Linked DNA regions of Bicyclus anynana: region 2 is linked to region 1. Evidence: chromatin contacts called from public Hi-C data. All regions are on one chromosome and are shown on one strand. Each heading gives the region's core, a stretch centred on a gene start, on an enhancer-like site or on the middle of the called end of the contact. The rest is flanking DNA. Distances are from core to core; before and after follow the strand shown.

The links. A called contact is a pair of places that touch in the nucleus more often than the background predicts.
Region 2: a contact with region 1 is called in a Hi-C map of whole body, with 8 times the contacts expected there. The contact joins the enhancer-like site here to the promoter of LOC112045056 in region 1. A contact is called at or near these places in 2 of 2 Hi-C or Micro-C datasets (whole body and whole larva).

What each region holds. Positions count from the first base shown.
Region 1 is chr7:287,969-293,585 of ilBicAnyn1.1, reverse strand. LOC112045056 reads right to left here and starts at 2,056. Exons shown (of 3, transcript XM_024081110.2): 1 at 1,925-2,056.
Region 2 is chr7:354,845-360,461 of ilBicAnyn1.1, reverse strand. It overlaps LOC112045056, which reads right to left. Exons shown (of 3, transcript XM_024081110.2): 3 at 3,518-5,617. Among protein-coding and RNA genes, the nearest start is that of LOC112045055, 36 kb to the left of the region's middle. Within about 2 kb of position 3,146, at least 7 of the 8 cell types and tissues checked have open chromatin away from gene starts, as enhancers often do.

The DNA of each region.
Region 1 (5,617 bases), core at 807-3,306:
CGGCGTAAGCTAGTCCTATAATATAGCCCTGTATCCTAAGGAGTCGTCGCTTTATTATCATAATTCAAAGTTTATTCATATACCACGTATGACACGCCGGTTCGTTACAGTCACAAGTCCAACAAATTAATGATACAATCTTGAGCGTAACGTTTCCTGCAAGTGATCATCACATTAATAACAATAAAATCCACAATTACTCGAGAATAACTATATTTGCCGTGTTTTTTATTGTAATTAGTGACACAGAATGCCACAAAAACCAGAGTTAATTTTATCGTGCACAAAAATTTATATATTTTTTCGTTTGAAATCGCTAAACCTTGGCAACGTAATAAGCCAGTGCAATAAGTTTAAGTCAAAATTCAATTAGACGTAAAATGAAAAACCGCGTTAAGTATAGTTTTTGTAATATCTTTTTTATAGTTCAATAAACAATTCTTTGTTCTCGCTCGCAACGAATAAGCTGTTATTTTATAGTTAAATGTAAACTTGTAAATTAAAAGATTATAAATGTGTACCGTGAAATGAGTTTTGGTTTAGTCTCTGTTTTAATTGCGGAAATCTTTTTACCTTCGACGTAAAAGTGAGGTATACGTTTGACTCTATTTGTGGCAACGTAGTTTTTAAATTACTGGACCTATTATGATGCAGATTGTTTTGTTCCATAGATGGTTCATGGCTATAAACGATGAAGATGAAGACGAACCGAAGATATCGTATTTTAATTTTTAACATCTTGTTATTTGTTTTAATTGGGAGATGCTGATTAGTTTTGATTTATTAACTAAATTAATATTATTATTACTCAACATCTGATCATTAAAAAGTCATGGTAAGCACGCTAACCCACATTCGAGTAGTGTGGTGAGCAGAAGTTCCATATTTCCTTTAATGAGGGATGCCTGACCTTATAGCGGGCATAAATGATGACTGATAATGATGAAATTTAAAAAGGAGGTCAGGAATCCGGATCATTATAATATGTACCTATGTGTGATTGTCCGCGATGTTCTCAAAAACTTAGGTACAGATGTGATTGGATTTTCATTATTAATTTTATAAGGGAAAATTTTAGTGTATCGTTTTTCACTAAAAAAATCTTAGAAACGAACAGAAAAACTTGCAGAAGGAATTGCACCAGCAATCCCTTGCAACTATGTAGTCGCCGCCGACCAGGTCTCCCGGATGTAGGTAAGTCAGATCCAATCAAGTTATAGTCGTTGTACTAGGTAATTGCTTGCAGTCGATTATTGCTATAAGTCCTACAAATTGTTGCTATAATTGAGATAACATTGTTTAAATTACTAATTACTAACCGCGACTTCGCTCGTAAAAATCCGTTTAATTGTTCTTTTCCAACTTAATCTACCTATCTACTGTGAGATTAAGTATTCATCAGCCTTTTAAGTTCTATTTTCCCTACAGGTCTAGACTATGAATCATCATAGACTATAAATTCATCGAAATTGGTTCAGCAGTTATAGGTACTTTCGCAATCATAATTTTAATTTTAGTATGGCCTAATCTTGATCTTATAAATGTAATATTTTATTAATTTTATCGGACTAAATCTCGTTAAAACAAACAATTTAATTCCAAGTTCAAAAACACTATTTTCAGGCACCTTACAGTGATATAGGTTCAATATTTCATTAAGTTATCAAGTAACTTGTTGGTAATAGGTATATAGATTACCTATATCTAATGTTAGATGTACCTATAGATAGTCCATTTTATCCACTGAAGATTAATTAATAAATCTGTTAAATTATCTGTAACTAAACACAAAACAACTTAATGTTGTAAAGAACAAACCAAAACATTGACACCTCCCTGGTTCCTAACCTCTCGCACTCAATACACAACACTTTCGGGAGCTTTGACCTTTGAATAGTGACGTCAATACGCAATAAGTACTTACAGAAATAATAATCCAAAGTCCACACTTGATAAGTATAAGACACAGCACGATTTTTATACAAAAAAGTCAACTTTTTTATATCGCCACTGATTTCGACGCGAGCTAGCGTTCATTCGCTGACGAGGTCGGAGGAGGACTGAGGCTGGCCCTCACGGAGAGGAAAGAGGGGCTAAACCTCCGTACAACGTTACTAAATGTTACTATCACGCACTACGTCGATTTTTACTTAATTTGCGCGTACATTGCTCGGCCAAACCTACATCTATCAATTCTAGTTATTTTACAAAGAGCAATGGAATTCAGTAACTTTTCAGCAATGAAAGGGTTTTTTACGATCTGTAGTGCACTCGTTTTCAGGTTCAGGATGTTTTTGATCGATTTGGGCAAATTAAATACGCCAGTAACGCTGCAAATCTATAAATATTTCAATTATCTTCTCAAAGTTCAAAAGAAAAATGTTTGTTACGTTTGTGTCTCCAGACACAAACTATTCTAAAATTAGATGACCTAATTCGATTTTTACGATTTTATTTTTTATAGATAATCGATTCCTTATTTCCTTATCTGTTAAAGATAGAGTCACCTACATATAAAGCATACCTATTTTCAATATCAATTTTCCTCGGCACAATGTGAGAAATTATGTCTTTCGAAAAACACCGTTAAGTATATTTTGGAAGAGAATTATAAGGGTATCTTACAAACGGTTGCCATAAAGCTTTCTGTGTTCAGTGTTCTGATGACTGAAAGAATTCTTCATGATATACCAGAGAAAAAATACGTTTTATATTTAGAAAGTTGAGGATTTGGACCCTGGACACCTGTACTTACCATAACGGTCCAAAGTCCATAGTTGGTATCGTACTTACCTATAGTAAGATTATGTTCACTAGCTAAATGCATTCCTAAAAGTAGGAGTACGTATGGCGTTCGCAGGCTCTCAACCCACAGGCCCTATTTAAATAAAACGCATTTTGAATTTGAATTTTATGGCAAATATAAGATTAAGAATACGAAGGCATTTATTTTCACAAATGAAATTTTCTCCAATCGTAATAGCCTTGAGAAGACATAAATAAAGTATTTGACAGTCTGTAGTATTGGGAAATGATATTAAGGTCCCCCTCGTCTTGAGGGGAATTCCCTCGGAGTCAATGTCCGCGCCAATCGAATGGTTACGGATTACTTATCCGAAGACACGGGGGTTATGTTATTCGAAGTGATCAATCAGTCGTATTGGAGGGTAGCTGGAGCTGTGACAGTACTAACTTAAGTTTATTGCATTTTTAGTCCACGTTTTAGTCCGCCCACGTGAAGATAGTTATGGATAGTAAGTATAACAGAGGAGATAGTAACAGAGCAACACTTCGCAGGGCGTGCATATGCAAGTAGCAATGCCTGCAGACGTCCTACAATGCCCCCTACCCGTCAACCTGACGGCCTCCGTGGCGCAGTGGTATGCGCGATGGATTTACAAGACGGAGGTCCTGGGTTCGATCCCCGGCTGGGCAGATTGAGATTTTCTTAATTTGTCCAGGTCTGGCTGGTTACCACCCTACCGGCAAAGACGTATCTCTAAGCGATTTAGCGTTCCGGTACGATGCCGTGTAGAAACCGAAAGGGGTGTGGATTTTCATCCTCCTCCTAACAAGTGAGCCCGCTTCCATCTTTAGACTGCATCATCACTTCATCATCAGATTGTAGTCAAGGGCTAACTTGTAAAGAATAAAAAAAAAACCTGAGGGTGAAGTATCGATGTTAAGCCTCATTTGCCTGTAAATTCAGCATCAAACAATTCCTTCAGACAGCGAGGCTGATTAGCGGTAGAGATGAGCAAGGTTGTAGTGCTTCCCCAGACGAGCTCTATCACAAAGAGCTCTACTATAAAATCTTTCTATAGGTATTACCTGTTTACTTTACTAATACTAGCATCTCACCTACGTCACAGAAAACATATACCTACGTTAAATGATGATGCAGTCTACGCGTGAACTTAAAACGGTACCTAGATACTTTCTTGAATTGGCAAACCATTTATTATCTAGATAATAGCTAACAAATGAACATGCAAGCCACCTGATGTAAAGTAATCACCACCACCTATGTACAATGGCAACTTGTGACTTGCGTTGCGTTGCCTGTAAGGAATTTCTTCATTTGCCTCTGCCCCTCAAGTAATCCATAATACAACTTTATTTTTACCGTAGCTGCTTGTAATTAAAACAAAGTACCTATACTTACGCGTAGAAGAAAAGATGTGCGGTAAATCTAGTCGATGTCAAACACCCACTTAATGGTGTGGATGAAATTATACCTTTAGGTACCTATATATCTGAGGGTTTCTACTTTTATCATAAGCAGCATCATCGATTCAGTAAGCTAAATGACTTCGTAGTATGTTTTTGCCTGTAACTTGGTTAACGTTTGGTAAACGTTTAAGAATCTTGAAACCAAAATAATAATTTACGTTAACATAAAATAAACTGTTAAATCGTTTTTATAGTACGAGTAGTTAAAATAGACCAATGAAAATTCCTTCACCCCAAGGGAACATAAAACTGCCTTATTTCTTTCGTCTCGCCCGGAAGCGTTTCATAAATCGGGTGCACTTTACGATTGCGTCCCTTACGTTAATAAAGTTCAGTTTTACGCGCGGCTGTAAACTAGTTTACTATTTAAGTAATATGTCAAGTGACGTCACAAGATTGCCGCCATGCTTGCCTTCAAATTCGTCTAGGGACGAGGCGGATTGATATAAAGTAACATTTGAGATCACCCGCGACTTCATACGCTTAAAATTCAGTTTTTCGATGCTCGAAAGTGTTCGCGAGAGATCTGTCTATTGGACGAATACAATTGACGCGTTTGAAGACCGAATAGAGCAATATCATTTCTTCTAAACTCGAGGTCAAAAGCCTGTTGACAATTTGGCCGAAGATCCTAGAGCCAAATTGACCCGACACTATACCGAAGATATTCCGGACTATAGAAAACATTGTTTTATACGGAATAAAAAGTAAGTAACCTGTATATATTATGTTAATGTTAATCTAGGATAAACTCTATGTTCATTCCAAAATTTCAGATTATAAAAAGAATATTGGTCATATTTTTCAAATATGACCAATATTCCCATTTCCCTTCAACTAATCGGGAAAGACTGTATCAGGAGTGGGTACGACAAGACACACAAGGGTAGACTAACGGGCGGGGATCGAACCATCACCCCTCGGTGATGAGTCCGACTGCTCTTACCGTTGAGCTATTGAGGCTTTAAAACTAAAGCTCTAAAGCTAGCTCTAAAACTAAAACTAAGCTAAATCTATTTAGAAGTTTTCAACATCAGCAGAAGAACCAAACTCAAAACATTACTCAACGTGTCGTGATGCTGAAGAGGCAATGGGCGGGGTACATAGTTTACAGGAATAGCCAGTGCGCCAACCCGCATCGAAGCAGCATGGTGGGTGTTAGCTCCATATCCCCTCCCCTGTAAGAAAGGCAGACTTTGACCCTTTTGTAGACCATCAGAATATTTTGATAATGTATTGAAAAAATGACAACCCATAGGTAGATATGCAGGTTTCCTCATGATGTTTATCCTTCACCGTTTGAGACACGTGATATTTTTTTTTTGTAAATGCACACAACTGAAAACTAGGAGGTGCATACCCCGGGCCGAAATCGACCCTACGC
Region 2 (5,617 bases), core at 1,897-4,396, 66 kb before region 1:
ATATTTAAAGTTTAGATAAAAGTACGGAGATGGTACCACTTGACCAATACCTAACTCTGAAAGTTAAATTATTATACGATCTCTACAAATTATACGACGAATACATATTATTATACGATCTCAAAACAATATACTCAAACGCGAACTTATTTAGATTATGTAAAAAGTTACTCAAAAATTTTCAAACGTGTTTGTATTCTTGCGAAATCGTTACACATCAAACAGAGAATAATTGAGCAATATATCAATTAAAATCACGCGAGTCCCTTCGTCAAAAGTTTAAAGAAATAGGTATACTAACAGTAGCCTGTCAATATATATATATTAACATTTATATTATATTATATTATATATTTATATTATATTATTATATTATTATTTATATATTAACAGTATAGTATATGCAAGACAAATATTAATTTGTACAATCGAAAAGGAGATTTACTAGACACGGGCATAAGTTAGTTATTTCTGCATACCTATCGTCCCCAAAGAGTAAAAAAATCTTTTGTAGGTTTGGGTGTACTCTTCTATAACAAGATCCCCAAGACTGTGATGGACCTGCCAATGCATAGCTTTAAGCAATGTGTTAAAAAACATTTACTTAGTCGAGGTTACTACAACATTGATGAGTTTCAAAGATAAAAGCGCTTGGAGGCCATTGGATCAGCTTCCACCTTCACACAGGAAATAAAACGATAAGAAATTGTAATTGTTATCAATTGTAAATTATAATACTTACTGTATGACTTTTTCAAAAGAGCAACTGTTGAGTTTCTTGCCGGTATCTTCTCAACAGAACCTGCCTTCTGAAGCGGTGGTAGAATCTTTACAAATAGTCAACTGACGTATCAAAAGTGCTTGTAAACTGAGCCTACTTGAAATAAATGATTTTTGATTTGATCTAACTGCGAGTAGATAGGTTCCTATGGAAAGAGAATATTTTTCAATCGATCGTCAGTCATCATCAACCCATATTCGGCTCACTGCTGAGTTCGAGTCTCCTTTCAGAATGAGAGGGGTTAGGCTAATAGTCCACCACGCTGGCCCAGTGCGGATTGGCAGACTTTACACGCAGGTAATTAAGAAAATTCTCTGGTATCCTCACGATGTTTTTCCTTCACCGTTTGAGACGCGTGATATTTAATTTCTTAAAATGCACATAACTGAAAAGTTGGAGGTGGAGGCCCCGGACCGGATTCGAACCTACACCCTCCGGAATCGGAGGCAGAGCTCTTATCCACTGGGCTATCACGGCTCATTTTTTCCAATGATTGTAGGTAATGTAAATCTATGGTCTCCAGAGTATCGATGTTTCATACTTGTAATCGTGTTCGTCGGTGAAAGAGCTCCGTAATAAAAATTTTATTAAAAAAAATTCAACCGACTTCCAACTCTAAAATTAAACTAAACTAAAAAGCAAAAAATACCATCTTACCTATGTGCTACCTTCTGATCAGTTTGAAGGCGGTGCCAAGCCAGTGATGTTTTAATTCAAGCCATTTAAATTACACAATTTCTATGGTTCTTTCAGAAACGGCTTTAATTAAAACATGACACTGGATTGGCACCGCCTTCAAACTGATCAGAAGGTAGCACATAGGTAAGATGTTATTTTTTGTTTTTTAGTTTAGTTTAATTTTAGAGTTGGAAGTCAGTAGAATTTTTTTTAATAAAATTTTTATTTTTTAATTTTTAGTGTTAGCACACCTAACTGAGTGTGAACAAAAATTAATGAGCAATTAGTTGAAACGTTATTTTCTTATGATAAGTATTTAAGTCCTACAATCCCAATTTTACTACCTTAACTCATACTCACCAAATACTACCTTAACTCATATACAAAATTTCACTCCCCCCTTTATCCACACGTAATATGAATATTCAGAAAAACGTGAAAGGTGACTGTCTTCCGCCTTCATCACCAGACCCCCTATGCAGTCACAATCTATATGGGTGGAAAGTTCTCATCAATATAAAATTTATCAAGTCCAAACACAAGGTAGCTACTGTGAACCGTCGAGGAGTTCCCTTAACTCTCCTTCATCTTCATCACCAGACCTTTAATACAGTCACAACCTATCCAGGTGGAAAGTTCTCATCAATACAAAATTATCAAGTCAAAACACAAGGTAGCTACTGTGAACAGTCGAGGAGTTCCCTTAACTATTCTTCGTCTTCATCACCAGACCCCTAATACAGTCACAACCCATCTAGGTGGAAAGTTCTCATCAATACAAATTTATCAAGTCCAAACACAAGGTAGCTACTGTGAACCGTCGAGGAGTTCTCTTCACTGTCCTTTGTCTTCATCATCAGACCCTTAATACAGTCACAACCCATCTAGGTGGAAAGTTCTCATCAATACAAATTTATCAAGTCCAAACACAAGGTAGCTACTGTGAACCGTCGAGGAGTTCTCTTCACTGTCCTTTGTCTTCATCATCAGACCCTTAATACAGTCACAACCCATCTAGGTGGAAAGTTCTCATCAATACAAATTTATCAAATTCAAACACAAGGTAGCTACTGTGAACCGTCGAGGAGTTCTCTTCACTGTCCTTGTCTTCATCATCAGACCCTTAATACAGTCACAACCCATCTAGGTGGAAAGTTCTCATCAATACAAATAAATCAAACCCAAACAAAAGGTACCTGCTGTAAATCGTTGACGAGTTCCATCGTCTGTGTATCAGCTCCATCATCAGACCAACTCCAGACCTTCATAAAATTGTAGTGGTTTAAAATACCTTATGGAAACACTAACAAACGCACTAGCCGTCTCTACGATTTTCGAAAGTTCCTCTCGATTTCTCCAGGATGCCATCATCAGATCCTGACATGAAAAAAATGGGACCACCCTGGAATCAAACCTTTCAAAACAAAAAAAAAAAATTTAAAATCGGTCCACAAATGACGGAATTATCGCTGGACATACATAAAAAAAAAAAAAAACATACATACAGCCGAACGTAGAACCTCCTCCTTTTTGGAAGTCGGTTAAAAATAACTTTTTGGGTACCTACCTAGTTGAATGGTGTAAAAACTGGCAAAATCTTCTAGTTCAGCTGTATAAGATATATATATCAAATCTAAGCTCGTTTTCCTCAGAAAATGATAGACAATCTTGGTCGTGAATTTGGGTCATTCTATAATTAGTCTGAGTAATGAGTTCAGTGGTTTGAATTATCAACTGCCATCTATTGTACAGTAGTGGAAACTTCACAAGATAAAACTTATAGATTTCCGATTCGGTACAAGTACATTATAATTCTATGGTAAAACTGATAGTATATTTTATATGGCCGGGGGGGGGGGGGGGGGAGGGGGACAATAATATTTTAGACAAACATTTTCTTTTGAAAAATGCAACCATTCCATCAGTATTTTCTTATGACGTTGTCACGTTCAACTATCGTCAGTAAACCGACTTTACAGACAACCGATTGTTACTTGCGACAATTTCATACATGTCCGGGATGTGGAGCAGTAAAGGAATAAAATAAGAAACAAAATAAAATGTGTAAAATTATTTTATATTGCAATAATAGTCATTAACGTAAAAACAAGGAAACGCTACGTTACACCTACTAAGTTACCGCTTACGATATCTTTACATCTAACTACGTACTACAACTTATCAGTTACATCACATGTACAATGAGATTAATTTTTTATATAGCAAAAGGTTTCATTAAAAGCAGTTCGTAGCCTGTGATGTCGACATCTATATTTTATTCGCTGACAAGTTAGCGCTCAATGCCGCCTGAAGGTAAGTGACGGTGCAATTTTTCCTTCTCGATGATGTTTTACGTATAAATATGTATGGGATAGTAACAATTATTTATCCCTTAATATCAGAACGCTAAATCACTTACAGAACCTACGGTCTTAGCCAGCCACGACGGAAGCTGCCTAAACTTTAGCCCATCAAAAAATAATAAAATCATTTAAAGACTCCCACCGAGAATCGTTCCCAGAACCTTCCACGTGTTTCCATTCGTAGAGTGATGAGATGCGTAAGAAAGAACTACTTTTATCTAATTGTAGGAAAGAAAGTCATTTAAAATATAGTAAATGTTTTTTTTAATAACTCATTAATAACAGACTCCCCTCAGGATTATGCGAATAATTCAAATTTTACTATCCTCTGATAGATGGCGCTAGTAATCCAATTGAAGTTAAACAATTATGATTGTTATTGATTTTAACGTAAATAATTATTTAAAGATTGTACCATAATGCCAAGACCTTTAACAAATCAGTTAGCAATAGAAAAATGGCAACAGACGAACATACATATATACACACTTGTTAGCTGTTGCCAAAAATGCACATCACTTTGTCTCCGTTTCATAAACTATTAAAATAATGTATAAAATCCCTATTTAATTCCATTTTAACAAGCGCCTTACTATTATTATTATGCATATTTATTATTATGATCTAGATATTTTAAATCGAATATTAAATAGATAGTAAAACAGTTGTAAAAAGACATTACTTGTTAATTCGGTTTTACGCAAATATCTTAATTTTGTTGAAAAGGACTCTTGCAGGCTTGATAAAATAGGGACATTTTTGAAGGTAGAAGTAGAAATATCTCTGTGTGTGAACATTTAAATAGAGAGGGCGCTACTGTAGCACGAGGGTAAAATCTCTTTTAAGCCGGATAGACTACTTTAGTATTTCAGTCAAGTACGAACAATTTTTGGGCGGTAAATCCTAAAATAGTTCGTACTCGACTAAAATACTAAAGTAGACCGAATTAGGCGTTAGTTCCAACATCAACATCCATAATGAAGTATTCGAACTCGGCACTCTCTTTGCGATTGCTTTAATCGCAATGTATTAAGTAGGTACCCCTAAAACAAAAACAATAATTACAAGTGGGCACTTATGCTAATAGACACGATATGATTTACCCTTCCTAAAGAAATGTTTTAAATATTTGTGTAAAAACCAAATTAACAATATTTACTATAGCAGCCATTAGACGTACCTAGAATATAATATAAATGTAACACCGATTATTAAATCTATTACAAAAGACATCAAATAGGTATAAAATATGTAAAATGCAGTCTTCGCATAGTTTCCTTAGAGGTATGCTTTAAAAAATTGCATTATGTAAAAAAGTAGTTGGAAAAAGTTCAGAGTTTATGATAAACATTGCACCAAAATATATACTTAATAACTTTCGCGAATCAATATTGCAAATTATTGTATTTTACATTAATTTCTTACATTTCTCAAAACGCATCGACTGCACCATTACCTACTAGAGTTCATAGGTTTTCGATTTACTGCAGTTGTACGCTACCATAGACTCGATTAACCGATAGATCAGGGCCCTCTTTATTGGTTATTTTCCTCTATTATTTTTCGTTTAGGAAGTTTAAATTTTGTATTATAGCTTATAGAGCCAGAGCCTGCGTCGGCCTGACTTTCGTCATATTATAAAAGCTGACAGTTTGTCGTTACTTACTTATCTGTGTTGTTTGTATCGTTCTTACCAATGCTAAGAGCATTCTTGCCATAGATAAATACTATAATTATTTATTTATTAATAATGCAGGACTGAAGAGTTTGGATCATGCACTTTGTAGATGCAAAG